3 separate regions of the Rattus norvegicus genome follow, and regions 1 and 3 are each linked to region 2. The links are chromatin contacts, called in public Hi-C maps. All regions are on one chromosome and are shown on one strand. The core of a region is the stretch at or near the end of the contact, and the rest is flanking DNA. Distances in the headings are between cores, read along the strand shown. Region 1 has its middle 51 kb from the start of Ropn1. Region 2 overlaps Kalrn (kalirin, RhoGEF kinase). Region 3 has its middle 10 kb from the start of Kalrn.

The links. Hi-C and Micro-C count contacts between places; a contact is called where the count stands out from the background.
Region 1: a Hi-C map of the A7r5 cell line shows a contact between it and region 2, with 3 times the contacts expected there. The contact joins two enhancer-like sites. A contact is called at or near these places in 10 of 12 Hi-C or Micro-C datasets (the A7r5 cell line, the Rat2 cell line, Schwann cells and 5 more).
Region 3: a contact with region 2 is called in a Hi-C map of the A7r5 cell line, with 3 times the contacts expected there. The contact joins two enhancer-like sites. A contact is called at or near these places in 12 of 12 Hi-C or Micro-C datasets (the A7r5 cell line, the Rat2 cell line, Schwann cells and 7 more) and 1 of 1 datasets of contacts at active chromatin or transcription factors (oligodendrocytes).

What each region holds. Positions count from the first base shown.
Region 1 is chr11:79,682,026-79,684,725 of GRCr8, forward strand. No RefSeq gene overlaps it. Among named protein-coding and RNA genes, the nearest start is that of Ropn1, 51 kb to the left of the region's middle. Within about 2 kb of position 1,311, at least 12 of the 93 cell types and tissues checked have an H3K27ac peak or open chromatin away from gene starts, as enhancers often do. A contact at or near this core is called in the A7r5 cell line, where this site is marked.
Region 2 is chr11:79,920,798-79,923,497 of GRCr8, forward strand. The region is part of intron 5 of Kalrn (kalirin, RhoGEF kinase); the gene reads left to right. Among named protein-coding and RNA genes, the nearest start is that of Kalrn, 160 kb to the left of the region's middle. Within about 2 kb of position 1,259, at least 23 of the 93 cell types and tissues checked have an H3K27ac peak or open chromatin away from gene starts, as enhancers often do. A contact at or near this core is called in the A7r5 cell line, where this site is marked.
Region 3 is chr11:79,748,345-79,751,044 of GRCr8, forward strand. It overlaps a transcript of Kalrn not described here. Among named protein-coding and RNA genes, the nearest start is that of Kalrn, 10 kb to the right of the region's middle. Within about 2 kb of position 1,262, at least 2 of the 93 cell types and tissues checked have an H3K27ac peak or open chromatin away from gene starts, as enhancers often do. A contact at or near this core is called in the A7r5 cell line, where this site is marked.

The sequences.
Region 1 (2,700 bases), core at 61-2,560, 240 kb before region 2:
GCTCTGACTCGATTGTGCTGATGGTCCCACAGGTCTGTCTACACAACTGTCTTTACAATGCGCAGTGAAGGGCAGAAAACTAAGCTTTGGCTTAAAAAAATATATCTGCTGTGTGTCCACATTACTCTTCATCTATACCAGCAAAGATCGCTGAGAACTAAGTGTAACTCAGAATCCCTCCAAACTATATTGTACACACACACACACACACACACACACACACACACACACACATATATATATTCCAGTATATATTCAGAATATATATGTTTATTCCAAAGTCCTGAGCCACTAGTACCCATTTGGGTGCTGTAATGTTCTGGGTTATCTGTATCATGTACACACACACATACACTCATGTGAGAGACAAGATGTGGAGGTCTATGAACATAATTATTGGCAAGAACAACACATATATACTTTTATATATGCATATGTACATACATATACATACATATTGGCATGTACACACATATATCACATTTTACATATACATATATACATGCATATATATACACATATACATATATACACATATTATGGGTTCTTCTTGCCAATAATTATGTTCATAAGCCTCCACATCTTCCCTGTCTCACATCCTATATATGTACATGATAGGATAACCCAGAACAGTAGATATGGCACCCAAGTGGGTACTAGTGATCCCGGGACTTTGGAATGTTTACCGAGCAAAACTTGACTGACAGGCAGCGGGAAAGCAGGCAGCCAAAAAATGCAGGAGGATAAGCCAGATCAAACATTACAGGGGAGAGACAGAAAAGGGTGACCAACCGCAGGCATGATGCTGATCTGTTGACTCAGTAATGCGGACCGAACATGCTGTGAAAGTGCAGCAGGATTGGCGAGGTGGAGATGTTCACCGTGCCACCGGACAAAAGACCAAGTGGCCCTGACCTCTAGATGACAGGAAGTCTTTGTCATCTCCGTCTTTCCCATATCCCTAATTAAAAATTTGACATCACTTAAGTCAGGCACCGTGCCCTATGTATCCTGGCATCCAATATATCCTTCTCCCAGTTGGCCGGGCTCCCCTGGAGGTGTGGTGCAAGGAGATGAAGAGATGGAGTTACGATTCAGCACGGTGGCTTTTTGTCACTTTGGGACATCACTTATTCAATTTATTTATTTGTTTATCTAAGTCAATAAAGTTAGCACTGGTACAGAGCTAGTAGTAGTCTGTAAGACACCGGGGATGGGGAGCTCCAGGCCCCCCTTTCTTCATTCGTTAATGCTCATGCCGGGATCTCTGCGCCACTCTGATGACGGTGCCAGTGGCTGGCATGAGTAATGATGTGGTCACGCTCAGACCTCAGGGCCATACCTCAATGATCACTGTGCTCAGGCTGTGTGACACATAGAAGATTCCTTAGCTTTTTTGGTCTGCTTCTTTCCAAAGGGTGGCTCCCGGCCACTTAAGGCATCTTTGCTATAAAAATTCCATGAAAATGAAATTAAGTGTTTTAGTTTTGTTTGTTGAAAAGCTGCTCTTAAAAAAAAAACCCTTCTAAGGCATTTTTTGAAATTAATTCCTTATTGCCTCAAATCTCTAACTCACGTATAATTGTAAATCAAATTAACATTTGATCTTATCCAGGGCAATAGATCAAGTTTCTCTCTCTCTCTCTCTCTCTCTCTCTCTCTCTCTCTCTCTCTCTCTCTCTCTTTCTCTTATTTCTTTCTGTGTGTATGTACTATTTATGTATATATATGTATATATATATATTTGTGTAGGTGCACATGTGTGTGTTTGTGCATGCGTGTGCATGTTTCTGTAGGAAGAAGGCTGTTGTTGGCTGTCTTCCTAGCTTTCTGCCTTACGTTTTGAGAGGTGATCTCTCACTGAACCCAGAGCTCACTGACTGGCTAAGCTAGTTGGCCAATGACCTATTGGATCTGCTTGTCTCTGCGTGTCCCTGGCTCTGGGATTGCCCATACATCAGATCTGACTTTTATATGGGTGTTGAGAATCCATGCTTATGTGGTAGGCATTTTACCAACTAAGCCATCTTTCCAATCCCGGCCAAGGTTTTTGACAAGCCTCTCTGGCTCCCAGTGTTTGCTGTCTCCTTCATCTCTCCTCAAACAGCAGCAGCAGCAGCAGCAACAACAAAATACAAGTCAACAGACACAAAATCCCCTCTCCTCTCGAAGTCCAGTCACACCATAAATACCTCTAAACTCTCCAGGGGCTTCTTCAAGTACATAACACATGCTCTCTCTCAGACCATCACACCACTCTCAGTTGGGAGTTGCTAGGGGAGGATTCAAATTCTTCTCTTGTCCATTTATAACGCATGACTCAAAATGTCTCTAACCCTCAGTGTTTTCATCTGAAAGAGGGGTCAATAATATGTAGTTTGAGCTCCAGTGCCATCTATCTAAGATGATGGGTTTGTGACATGTAGCATGCCGCCACTTGGCATTAGAAAGCAGTGGTGGGGGGCTGGGGATTTAGCTCAGTGGTAGAGCGCTGGCCTAGGAAGCGCAAGGCCCCGGGTTCGGTCCCCAGCTCCGAAAAAAAAAGAACCAAAAAAAAAAAAAAAAAGGAAGCAGTGGTGGTTTTATGAAAGACTGACAGAGATAGAGGCTGAGGAAAAAGAGAAAAGTCCAGCAGTCTTTTGGAATGGAGAAACTGAAACCTTTGCTTTAGTTGAGTGGCTGCTGCTAACAGTGGCGGTG
Region 2 (2,700 bases), core at 9-2,508:
ACATCTGGCTTTTCACACAGGCATGGGACCTGAACTGGGGACCTCATCCTTCTGCAGCAAAGGCTCTTACCCACTGAGTCATCACTTTTGTTCCCCAAGTCACACCTTCTAATGAACACTCCTCAGCTCTTCCTCCTCCACGGACCTCTGCTCTGGTGAAACAATGGACTCATCACAGTACTATTTTTAAATATGGGAAAAAATTACATAGGCTCATAAAGCAAATAAAATACACTATTAACTTACTAAAAAAAACTATGTATTTATTAATGTGACAAACACAAGATCTACTTGAAGCCCGGGAGCCACCCTGACTTGGAGACATAATAAACATGGATAGCATTTTAGAACATATCCTACCTAGTGTGATACGGAAATGCTCACGTTGCTGCTGGTAGCCAAGAAACTGTTTCATTGACTCTGGATAGTTAGTTTTCTGTGTTCATAACGGAAAGGGTTGCTGTGTTTCAGCCAGACATTAGCGGGAACAAAGGTGTTCCCCCATTTAAGTACACTATCACTGAACTTAAATCCATGAAGTCGGTTTCGAACCTGTCTTCTGAGGTGTATACACACACCTTAGATAGAGAAAGAAGGGGGCTGGAGAGGGGAAGCAAGGATTAAGAGCCTGAGCTGTTCTTTCAGAGGATTCAGGTTTGATTCCAGCATCCACGTGAGAAATCATAGCTGTTCGTCAGTTCATTTCCAGCGGATCCAACATCCTCTTCTGATCTCTGGGCACCGAACACACCCAACACACATACGTACACACGCGGGCCAAACACTCCTACACATACAGCAAATCACACTTAAAAGAGAAAGAAGTGTACTTGTGCATGTATATGAACGCACATTTGTGTATTGTGTAGGGGTAGTCAGAGAAAGAGAATATTAAAAACAGAATTGAGGTGGGGGAGGGGTGGCCACTTTGAGTCGGTGATGAGGCACTGCTCGAACTTTGACTCAGCCACCACAAAAAAACCGTGCTGGCTGTGGAGCCGGGAGAACAACAGTGCTTTAGAGCTGCGTCCAGATGAACTGAGAAGATCCACGTGGAGCTAAGCGCCTCAGCCTTTGACTTATTTGGTGCTTTTTGACAGAGGTCAGAAGGGTGATGGTTTGGAGGAAGGGCTGTGTGCCCATCCACATCTAAACAAGGGCACAGGAAATAGTTCCTGTACGGGTTGTACCTCAGCCTCCCAGCAGGGCGGGCGCAGGGCAGTGAAGCCTCTCCAGATCTGGGAAGCTTTTGGCACTCGGTTAAGTTCACTGACCACTCCGTTCCTATTTTTGGAACAGGGGTGGGGACAGAGTCTCTCCTCTGGCCTTGTGAGGTGGCCACTTGCCCTCGAGGCATGGATAATAGGCTGGCGGCTCTCCACTCCCCAACCCTCCTTAGAGAATGAAGCAGTCTCCTACCACCTTTCCTGACCCATGTGACAGCCCCCTGTATTAAAAGTCTTAGAGGAAAAGGGGGAGGGTTCTACCCTATGGGTGTCACCAAGCATCCCCTCTCCTTTTCCATTTATAATATTATGAGTGCAGAGAAATGGTCCTGAGCATGAATGAGTTACTTTGGTAAAGATGTATAGGCTGGAATTTCCACCCCCACGTAACCTACTAGCCAATAAACAAAACAGATATATCAGCACCTGCTCCTTTGCATGTCCAAACAGATTTGAGGCTTAGTTGATCTGTGACAAAGCACGTATGTAAGGTATAGTCTGATGAAATAGATGTGAGGAGACACTTTGAAGCCATGACCATGCATGCTCAGTAGCTAAATCAGAAGTTCTTAACCTCTGGGTCTCGACCCTCTAGGGGTTGAATGAGTCTTTCACGGAGGTTACCTAAGACTGCCAGAAAACACAGATATGTAAATTATGGTTCATAGCGGTGGCAAAATGACACTTGTGAAGTAGCAGCAAAAATAATTTTATGGTTGGGGTCACCACTTGAGGAGCTGTATAACAGGATGGGAGCCTTAGGAAGGATGAGAGCCACTGCTTTAAACACCCCCTCCCTTTACTCTTATTTAATGTCTGCTGTGGCCTGAACTGCCCTGGGCATAACTGCTGTGTTTGGGAGTTCCCAGGGAGGAGAGAACATCAGAACTCAGGAGTGATGGAGAGGCCTTAATAAGAAAGCTGGGAGTGTTGGGTAATTCCGAGATGATTTAACTAGCCTGCGATGCTGAGAGATGAACCACTCTGCCTCAGCCCAGCACCCTCTGGTCTGTAACTAATGGACCCACACATCACTGTGTTCACAGAACAACACAGACCCACTTGCTACTTGTTATGCTGGCACAGATTATGGTACTCTATACAGCTTTGCTTTTAGACACATGTGGCCCTGGCTACTGTGGGTCCCATGTGGCGAAAATGTATGCCACATGACCATAGCCTATAACCCAAGAGAAGGGTGGGCCTCTTCCTGAGGTGGGCTGTGTGTAGAATCAAAAGTCAGTAGCCATGTTCATGACTTACAGAAGGGAAAAGGGTGTATGCTTTACAGTGACGGCTCTTCTCTGGATATTGCTTCCTCAGAGCCTTGGGTAATATTTAACATGTGAGACCTGGAAGGGAATCTTAAATCAAAGGCCTACCTCCCACACACTATAAGAAGCCTCAGTCTTGTGTGATGGCAGCCATTGTCACTTCACAATGCCCACTTAGAAGCTGGCCCACAAGAAGTATC
Region 3 (2,700 bases), core at 12-2,511, 170 kb before region 2:
AGTTGGATGAAGGCAGTGTGGGAACAACCTTTCCAGAGCCTGTGAAGATCATGTGCAGTGGTCCCACGGGAAGAGACAGCTTAGCAGGGGATGTAAGGCTGGCAACATCATCGTGATCACCACAGTCTTGTACTCTGTGGGGTGTATTATTTTATTTTTTAACTTAGTTAAGTGTCACTAACATCCTTCGTATTTTGTGCAAAAATAGAGGCACGGAAACATGGAGTGATTTGACCCATATCACATGACTATGGGTGGTAGCATTGGTGTCCGAGAGTGGTTGGCTCCAGAATAGTGATAAATCATAAGTTAGCCAGTGTCTGACTGTCTGTCTGTCTGTCTGTCTGTCTGTCTGTCTCTGGCCCTCCCCCTCTCTGTATGTGTGTGTTTCTGTCTGTCTGTCACTTCACCCCTCTCTGTATGTGTGTCTATCTGTCTGTCTGTCTGTCTCTGTCCTCTCTGTATGTGTATGTCTGTCTGTCTCTGTCCCTCCTCCCTCTCTCTGTATGTGTGTGTTTCTGTCTGTCTGTCTGTCTCTGTCCCTCCCCCTCTCTCTGTATGTGTGTGTGTGTCTGTCTGTCTGTCTGTCACTCCACTCCTCTCTGTATTCCCCCATGGGAATCTTGGCATGCAATTAGATATGGCTAGGTTTTGGTGGTAGCAGTCAACTTAGAGGATGTCTAGTTGACACTGACAGAGCTTCTGGCATGTTCTTACTGTTGAGTCTTTTCTTTCCTTGCCTCTGTGGATGGATCTGCTTTGTCTTGTTCCTTGTGAACAGGCCTGGAGCTGCAAGAATGGCTCCTATCACTTGGAACGATTGCTGGGGCTGCACCTCTGCAGGACTGGGTGAAGAATAGATGAGTTGATTGGCAACTTGGCCTTGAGCAATTGGCCAGGGGTAGAAATGGAAGAAAGGACTGATTCTGCCTTTTCTCTACCTACTTCAGAACCGACGGTCCAACCCCAAGTCTTCAGGGTCCTGTGGCAAGTCATGGTGCCCAGATCTTGCCCCCTGTGCCTTATAAATTTCTCTCCTGTACCAGTAACCACTTCCTCAGAAGCTGTGTGCCAGCAGCAAGGCGGGCAAGCTGGTGTCTTCAGCGTTCTGCTCACTGCCCATCGCTGCCTGCTCCGGAAAAGCACGTGAGCCGCACATTGGTGTTCGGAAAAATTAATGTTTTCAAGATGCGCTCCGCAGTCTTAGCACGTCTGTGCCTTTTTCTTTCACCAGCTGAAAGAAAAGAAGCATTCTTAGACAATTACTCCCCAAGGGAGCCCAAGGACTGGCTTTGTTTACCGAGTGTTTTTAGTTACAACACATGAAGGTCTGGGGATTTTTGGCTTTGAGTTTTTTTTTCTTTCTTTCTTTCTGTTTTTGGTTATAAAGATAGGTAGGTAGAAGATGAGTAGATTCTCAACAGGGTACTTGGAAATTTCAAAATTGTGAAAGGCATGCTCTTACGTGGGTACAGTTTTTGAGTCTTTGAGATAAATAACAGTAAAATATGACAGATGGAATTCAGGCTCTGGGCTTACCTTGGGCCAGCATTGTACCCCTGTTTGGAGTCATCCATCTGCATCTATTTGATGCTACATCTATCCTGAGAGCCCCTTCACTTCCCCTGGACTCCCTGCCCTCACAGTGTCTGTTGACAAATGCACTATGGGAGACACTGCCGTGATCAGAGACTATCTTCCTTTAGCCTGTGCCTCCTGTCACCTTTTGCAGCTCCCCACACCCAGTATATCCCACTGTGAATAGGGATGTGGGGCACTCAAAGCCTGTAGCATAAGGCAGGGATGCTCCACTAGAGAGCGCACGTTCTGACTCTCAGCACCTTATTTGGCAGATGCTACAAAGGGACCAAGCTGCTCTTCCCTCGTTGTTATCCATGTGGCCTCAAAATTATTCTAAAGCTCTACAGCAGTGGTTCTCAACCTGTGGGTCATGACCCCCTTGGGGTCACATATGAGACGTCCTCCTGCAGCTCAGATATTTACATTACAGTTCATAACAGCAGCAAAATCACAGTTATAAAGTAGCAATGAAATAATTTGGTTGGGGGTCACCACATGAGGAATGGTATTAAAGGATCACAGCGCGGTGAAGGTTAAGAACCATTGCTCTAGTCACTTCCTGGGTAGGACTTGAGAAGAAACAATGTTACTCTCACTGACCAACATCTCTTAAGATTTGTAAGCCACAAATAAATGAATAGCCTGAAAGGGACTGTGGTTGCTGCTAAAACTCTTTAAGTTCACAGACCGCTCATCTGGGTTCCTGTGGCAAGTGAAGGCTGTGGGGCTAAGCAGGGGGTGAATGGCGAGTGTCTGATATACCAGTGGAACTTCCTCTAACAGCCACTTAGGTGGATAAGCCTGGTGGTGATTCCAAGTTGGGAGCTGTCTGTAACCATCTCACATTCTGTATCCTGTGAGTGGGGAGTGGAGAAGGAAACTGTTGCCTGGCCCTGAGGGAAAAAAAGATCTGGGTTTCTATTTTTGTCAGCCTGAAATGCTGTGAAAATTGCCAAAGTAACAAATGGCTATGCTACAAAGTTATACCATAAAAGCGTATTAAACACAGATCTCTGAGTGAATTCCCAAGTCCTTAGGGATAACTTCTCTCACCAGTTTGGTGAGTTTTCTATCCGAACTCTCTTGATGCACGCTAAAATAAATATTCGTGTGTGTGTG